Linked DNA regions of Sus scrofa: region 1 is linked to region 2. Evidence: chromatin contacts called from public Hi-C data. All regions are on one chromosome and are shown on one strand. The core of a region is the stretch at or near the end of the contact, and the rest is flanking DNA. Distances in the headings are between cores, read along the strand shown. Region 1 overlaps ITPKB (inositol-trisphosphate 3-kinase B). Region 2 overlaps ITPKB (inositol-trisphosphate 3-kinase B).

Region 1 (3,740 bases), core at 234-2,733, 51 kb before region 2:
CGGGGATCTAATTTAATAATAGGGATTTCCCATTGTGGCGCAGAGGAAATGAATCCGACTAGTATCCATGAGGATGCAGGTTCTATCCCTGGCCTCACTCAGTGGGTTAAGGATCCAGTGTTGCCATGAGCTGTGGTGTAGGTCGCAGACGCAGCTTGGATTCCACATGGCTGTCTGTGAGGTAGGCCAGCAGCAGCAGCTCCGGTTGGACCCCTAGCCTGGGAACTTCCATAGGCCTCCCGTGCGGGTGCGGCCATAAAAAAAAGCAAAAAAAAAAAAAAAAAATGTAATAGTAATTTGTAACATGTTCTAAGACATGCTAAAAAGATTCTTCTGAACTGCTGGTACTTAGTGTTTATTCTACTCTAAACGCTTAATTTAGCAGTGTCTGCTTTTCATACTCCAGAGCATATTGAATTCAGGCTAAGAATTATCCAAAGTTCTCTGGGCTCTGAACAAATAGGATCAGAGCCTAACCCTCTTAGTGCTTGAGGTCTAGGGAAATACAAGCGTATGTCTGCCGGTTTGGGTTGCAGAATGCTCAGAGATCCTTCACAAGCTGTCTGTGGAGTTGGGCACATGTTTTCTGTAGAACTGAAGGATTTTGATTGTTTCTGCATGTGGGGTGTCGTTGGCTATCAGCCCTTGCACAAAGTTAACTAATGGGGAGACCAAAAGTTGTTGTTGTTGGCGGGGGGGAGGGGTGTCAGAGGGGCGGGGGAAGACAGAAGAGCTGATAATTCAGTCTATGCGGAATGCAGTATACTTGGCGCTATGAAAAACAGGGGCTGCTCAACGAACCAGTAGCATAAATATTAACGGTACAAGCACTTCAGAAAAGTGTTTCTGCCGTGCCCTAAAAACCGATTACAAACTGTTGCTAATTCAATAAATTAGGTCAGCAGATCCACACGTTCTCTTTCGGTTCTCACAAAATTCCTCCAGAAGAGCTACACTACCCATTTTACAAATGCGGAAACCGAGACTTTGATAGATTCTCCTAAGGTCATGGAGCTGGCAAGGAGTGGCGCTGGGATTCCTCCAAAATGGGGTGCAACGGCGCCCCCGGATCTTTCCTTCCTCCTTGGTACTAAGCAAAGGCAGAGAGCATCCCCAACCCCCTCAACCTAGTCGCCGCGGGCCCGCCCCTCCCGGTCACGTGATCGCCGCGGGCGCGCGCCCCGCCGCCGAGCATGCCGGGAGGCGGCGTCCCATCCCTGGCCGCGGGCTTCCGCGCGTGGGCGTGGGGCGTGGGGCGTGGGGCGTGGGCGTGGGCGTGGGGCGTGGGGCGGGGCGCGCGGGGGGCGTCCGCGCCGCGGGGTTGGGACCCGGTACCCCGAGAAACGGCGGGGCGGCCGAGCTCTTCCGAGAGCCGGCTCTCCTCTGACTTCCCCGGCGCGGCGCCCCGGGCGGGAGCGGAGGGCGGAAAGCCCGCCGCCCCGTTGGTTAAGTGTAAACAGCTCGAGTGAGAAATGATGTCAGGCCGGGTCCCCTGGGGGCCCCGTGCAGGCTTCGCTGGTTTCACGGGAAGCTCAGGCCTTCACACCCAGGGGTGCTAGCCCTCGCTTTTTCTCACGCTTGGGCGATAGGACTTTAGGGCCGGTCTCCTTTTTCTAGCCATATTTGCACCGTTTTCCCCTTCACCTACTCAGACGTTCCCATTTTCTTCATAATCACTTTCTCCTACTTAAACATACACACTTAGCCCTTGGCAGGCGAAGTGGAATCTCGGGTCCTCGTTAGACCTCAGTGTTTAAGCTGCTGAAACCCAGGGCACATTTTGGTTTAGATATTTTACTGTTGTGAAAATAAACCACCTCCTGCAGTTACCCAGCTTAGATTTTTCCTGGACGGGGTGAATGTCGATTATCTACTGGAGGGAGAAAAATGTTCAATTAGAAATTCTTCCAATGCCTAGTTTTTTGAGATTGGAAGGAGCTGAGCAAGGAACAGTTATATAGATAAGTACCCAAAAACACTAGGGGCTAAAGAAATGGCTATTTCAGTGCAATGGCTGTTGCTTCTGATGATGGACTGTCCTTAAATTTGCTTTCTGGTTCTTAGCACGGGACCCTGGGTTTCCCTGGCTCCAGGTTTTCCGTTCTTACTCCACTCTAGTCTTAGAGAGGTCTGGGCTGATGAAGTGGGAAGGGGCCGTGTTCATGGATCTGCATTACCAGCTGCCCAGGAGTTGTTCCATGGGGTTTTTTTATAGGCAAATGATTTGAATTACGTCTATACTTCTTTTTTTTTTTTTTGGGGGTCTTTTGTCCTTTTAGGGCCCCGCCTGCAGCATAAATGACGTCTATACTCTTAACTGTGCAAGTGTAGTCCCTCAGCTCCTCTCTCTCCAGGCATAATGCCGTTGTTTTCTGCCTTTTGATTTTTTTATTTTAGTTTTTTTATATTTATTTTTTGTTTCCTGCCTTTTAAACAGAGGTACAGTGAGGTCCTAGGAAGAGCTTAGGCTGCCTGGCAGAAGGTATTTCTTTCTCGGCACCTCTCCATCATGCGATAGGGGAGGAGGGGAAGCCTCAGGTTGGAAAGGGTTGCCCTGCTCAGCAAATATCTGGTGCTGTTTTCTTGTCTCTTTCCGTTCTCTGGTATTTTCTCTGGTCTTAGGCAAGCGTTTCCTGCCTTTTCTGACCCTCTGTGTGTGTTTGTGTGCATGGGTGTTCGAGGAGGAAGGGGGAGGAAGATGTCTGATAAGGGAGCATTTGGTGAGCAGGAAATGGCTATTTGGTACTGGTTGTTCTGGGGAATTGGGGGGGTGTTTATGGCCCTGATGCTGAGAGGTCAGGGAGAAGGATTCGGTTCAGGACAAAGGAGTCTTCCTTGGCATCACACCCAGGGGCGTTAGTGCCTGCCCCCTCAGTGTGCTCTCTTCAGGCCCGCTCACCAGTGGAAAGACTCCCCCCTTCTCCCACTCCCTGCCATGCTGACACTTTCCTGAGCAGGTCACCATACATCTGTGTGGATATGAGGTCCTCAGAGAAAACTGGGAAAGTCAAATTTTTCAGTAAGGCTGCTGCTGGAAGATCCTAGAGCCTTCAGATCTTTAAGGGAAGTCTGTTGAGATTGTACTTTTTTTGTTCTGTAGAAATGACACTTCATGGAGTGCCTGTGGCTCAGTGGATGATGAACCCAACTAGTATCTATGAGGTTGTGGGTTTGGTCCCTGGTCTCGCACCGTGGGTTAAGGATCCCACATTGCCATGAGCTGCAGTGTAGATGGCAGATGTTCTTTGGATCCTGAGTTGCTGTGGTTGTGACATAGGCTGGCAGGTGCAGCTCTGATTTGACCCTTAGCCTGGGAACTTCCATATGTTGTGGGTGCAGCCCTAAAAAGAAAAAAAAGAAAGAAATGGCACTTCTTCCTAAATGGGAGTTTCGGGCTTAGGAGGGACTTTTGCCTGCAGCTTGCACCTCACCTGCGTGGCTGGCTTCCGATCAGAGGGCCGAGAGCATGTTAAGTTCTTGGAAGCGCGTTCACAGAGAGGATGAAAGGCAGTGTATACAGCTGTGCAGACCCAGGCCCTGACCCAGGTTCCCTCTCAAATCCAGGGGAGAGGGAACGGTGCAAATAGGACAAACCGGGGTCCAGAAAAAGACACAGGCCTTTACCAGACAGTTCATTTCTTCTGAGGTTCCTAGCCTGTCCTTTTGTATTCTCTTCCTCTTTTGCTTGCCTTCTGTTGGAGCTTCGGCTCCCATCTCTCTGTCCTTGACTAGGTGGTGGT
Region 2 (3,609 bases), core at 557-3,056:
GGTTTGCTGAGCGCCTGGTGAGGCCAGGGGCTGGGGATCCTGGCTCTCAGAAGGGTTATACTTGCCCAGATGAGAGCTGGCTTGCAGGCATGCCCAAGGCTCAGGGGGCACAGCTCCAGCCGAGGAGGGCTTTCTTGGGACAGCGATATCTGAGATGCCGAGGGGCCAGCTGAGTCCTTTGCCTCTGCACCCGTTCTTGTGTGAAGATCCCTGGTGGCAGAAAGTGTCACCCTTACAGTGTCAGAGGGTGGGCAGGGAGGAATATGGAGCTAAGGGTTGCCAGCAAAATGTCAAAGCCCTTCGGGTGAATTGCAGATGCTCCCGGGGTGGATGGGGAAGGGGCCTGCTGACCATCCTACAGGGTCTGAGGCTGTCCCCCAGCAAAGGAGCAGCTGTTCCCCCAGCACTACCCTTTCTTCCTCCGCCCACCCCAAATTACATGGAGAAACACAACATTGTTTTGGAGGGGCAGGTGGGGGCTATAAAGAAGACAGGAAGCAGACCCCACAGGGCATGGTGGGCTGAGTGGAGGAGAAGGTGCTGGCCCTGGGCAGCTGGCCCTCCTGTGGGGAAGCTGGCGGTGCCCCTCCGCCCTTTGCCTGAGGGTGACCGTCACAGCCCCTCCTGTACTTTTAGGGCTGCTGTTGCTGTAAAGCCCCCCAAGGAGAGCCCCAGGCCCCTGAGGCCTCAAGCCTGTGGTCATCAGCGGAGAGGGAGCAGGTCAGGACCCACAGAGCCCTGCCGGCCCAGGGTCACCTGCCACCACCAAACAGTGGAGCTGTTTTCTACGCCAGGGGGCAAGGCCAGCTTCCTGGGTGGGAGAACCGCTTAGTCAGCGAGGGGTGCGCGCTTTGCGACCTCACCCCAGTGCTCTTAACCGAGTTTGGAGCAAGAGGTGCACATTTTTATTTTGCACTGAGCCCGGTGTATCATGCAGCCGATCCTGACGGTAGTTAAAGCGACCCGTGAGTGCAGTGGCTAGAGGCCTTCTTATCCCCCAGCCTTGGCGCTGGTCTCTGCTTCCCCACCTTCCTCCTCCTCGTCTTCGTCATCATCTCCGCCAGTCCTTTCTGCCTGTTTGATGGGAGACAAAGGCCTGGCTCTGAGATCATCCCACTTAGCCCCTTATTTGTCTAAGGCTGTGTTCCCTGCAGCCTGAATACTGTCAGACCAATGACTGGCTGAGCCAGCAGGAGGGTGGCGTTTACCCAGGAGCCATTAGCATCACAGGGAGGCTTGGAGTCTGGTTTAGATAAACACAGAACATTGGAGACTTCCTCTCTTGGGCCCAGCCCGGGCCCGGCAGCCCCGCTGGCCAAGGGATCGTTTCCACGCTGGGCTCCCAAGGGTGACTCGGAGCCCAGGCCAGGGGGGTGAACGGCTGCGCTCCTCGCCAGGGCTGCCCCACGCTGCCAAGATGCCACCTGCCGAGGGGAGGGTCGCCCTACGTTGCTGCTGGCCTCTGGGGAGCAGGATCCCCTCTGCTGTGAGGCCAAAAGTTGGGCAGAGAAGGGGAGGAAAAAGGGAGCTGGGTTGTGTGAGGGCCTGAGCCTCACAAAGGCGCCGGTCACCCCGCAGGCTGTACCGGCCCGTGAAGTCTGAGCCGCCGGGGAGACTGGCTGCCTGTGGCTGGAGAGGCTCAGCTGGTGTTTGCCAGGTTCTGAAAGTCCCTTTCCTGGGGCTTTCTGTCACCTCAAGAGGGTTGGGATTTATTTGCTGCTAGTTTTGTTTTGTTTTCTCCTACTACAAATCTCTCTCCACATTCTCTGAATATTTTTGCTCCTGTCAAGTCAGGTACAAAGGGAGGTACCTGCCCAGACCAGCCTCAGGGCACCAGGCACCTCCAGCCACGCTGAGTCTTAAAGGGCCAACCCCCACCCGCCAGCTCTGGCTGTTTTCTGATCCTTCTAAACTTCTCCTAGTGGATGAGGGTCCAGCCTTTTCCTGCGCAGCCAGTGTGGATGACAAGACCCCCATCTTCTACAGAGCAAGGTCAGAGCTGTAACAAACGCCAGCGGAAGGCCCGGCCCTGCTCTCAGGTAGAAAACAGCGCAAGCAGAACTAGTGTGTGTTTAGGCCAGCAGGGCAGTCATCAGCCGTCAGCCGAGGCGTTGCTGGAGAAACCTCACTTCTGGGCAGTGGTCAGCCTACCCCAGCACAGGATCAAGGTGAAAGCTGGATGTCTCCAGCCCACCCTGGGGTCCCTGCCCTGCTCCATAGGTCATCAGCTCTGGAGGGGCGTTCCTTTCCCCTGAAGGGCTCCCAAGTACATCCCAAGTGCAGAATTCCAACCATGGTCTGGGAGCGTTGAGCTGGTCTGATCTGACTCATGGGAGATCCTTGGGGCCCCAGCCAAGCTGCGAGTGGCACCTGCCCAGCCCTGGAATGAGACATACCTGGGGCTTGGGTGGCTGGCTGCGGGAGCATCTCATGAATGCTCTGGAACCCTCTGCTAAAGAAGCAGCCAGAAGACACCCACCCCCCGCCCCCAAGCAGAGTGGCCTGTGAGCCTAGCAGGGGAACTACCTAGAAGAAATCTTTTTTTTTTTTTTTTTTTTTTTTTTGTATTTTTAGGGCAGATGAAAGTTCCCAGGCTAGGGGTCAAATTGGAGCTGCAGCTGCCCACCTATACCACAGCCCCAGCGACACTGCATCCTTAACCCACTGAGTAAGGCCAGGGATCGAACCCGCATCTTCATGGATCTTAAGTTCATCACCACTGAGCCCCGATGGTAATTCCTAGAAGAAATCCTTGTCCTTCCTGCCCAATCTGCTGTCCCTGTCACCCCGCCCAGCGTGCTCCAGGCTGGAAGGGGCCCTGCTTGTTGATAGGCATGGCAGTTGGTGAATGGGTTTGAGGTTCCCCTAGACGCTGGCACCTGCTGGTGGGGAGGAGCATGACACAACTTCGGGGAAGCAGCTCAACATGTGAGAGTCTTCATCTTGCAGAGGGAATACTCCTACCTATCAGGTTGTTTGAAGATGAGGAAGGAGGCCGTAGAGCACCTGGTCCAGCTCCTGTCCCACAGTGAGACCCCAGCAGTGATGAGAATGCAGACACCAGGCCGGTGCTGGGGAGGCCGTCAGGGGTGGCATCTTGGGGGCGTTCCAGGAAGGGTCAGCAAAGCGTGTACAGATGCCCTGCTGATTGGGAGGCAATGAAAGAATGGGCCTGTGAGGTCAGTAGGCAGCCCGCGCTGCCCGAGGGAGGGACCGGGTGGCCGGGCCCTGCCACATTCAAGGCACTTGAGGGCTGTGCCTGTGCGTTTGACAAAGCTGGGCTTGAGAAGCCAGAGATCCGGGGCTGTGGCTGCTGTCAGAGACATGACTAGGTCATTGGGAACCTCCCAGGAGAGAAGAGGTGAGGCCGGAGCCCTGAGTGAGCCATCTTCCGGGTGATCAGGCTGCCCTCCTTTCTTGCCTCGGTCGCCTGGCGTAGGTTGGGGGAGAGGCCTGGCATCCATTTCTGAGGACTGTGGCTTCCTCTGCCGAGGGGCTTGGAGAGAGGCTGGAACCCACCGCCTGGAAAGCGGCTTCTGCCGCAGGAGGTGCTCCTGCAGGGGTGCGGCAGTCTCCTGGGCCTCATAAGAAAACCAGTTCTCTGTAATC

Evidence for each region. Hi-C and Micro-C count contacts between places; a contact is called where the count stands out from the background.
Region 1: a Hi-C map of retroperitoneal adipose tissue shows a contact between it and region 2, with 1.6 times the contacts expected there. The contact joins two enhancer-like sites. A contact is called at or near these places in 1 of 5 promoter capture datasets (liver), 13 of 47 Hi-C or Micro-C datasets (alveolar macrophages, blood, embryonic fibroblasts and 6 more) and 2 of 2 datasets of contacts at active chromatin or transcription factors (alveolar macrophages and skeletal muscle).

What each region holds. Positions count from the first base shown.
Region 1 is chr10:14,429,979-14,433,718 of Sscrofa11.1, reverse strand. The region is part of intron 3 of ITPKB (inositol-trisphosphate 3-kinase B); the gene reads left to right. Among named protein-coding and RNA genes, the nearest start is that of ITPKB, 38 kb to the left of the region's middle. Within about 2 kb of position 1,483, at least 69 of the 83 cell types and tissues checked have an H3K27ac peak or open chromatin away from gene starts, as enhancers often do. A contact at or near this core is called in alveolar macrophages, epiblast stem cells, retroperitoneal adipose tissue and 1 more, where this site is marked.
Region 2 is chr10:14,379,363-14,382,971 of Sscrofa11.1, reverse strand. All of the region lies in intron 3 of ITPKB (inositol-trisphosphate 3-kinase B), which reads left to right. Among named protein-coding and RNA genes, the nearest start is that of STUM, 86 kb to the right of the region's middle. Within about 2 kb of position 1,806, at least 38 of the 83 cell types and tissues checked have an H3K27ac peak or open chromatin away from gene starts, as enhancers often do. A contact at or near this core is called in alveolar macrophages, epiblast stem cells, retroperitoneal adipose tissue and 1 more, where this site is marked.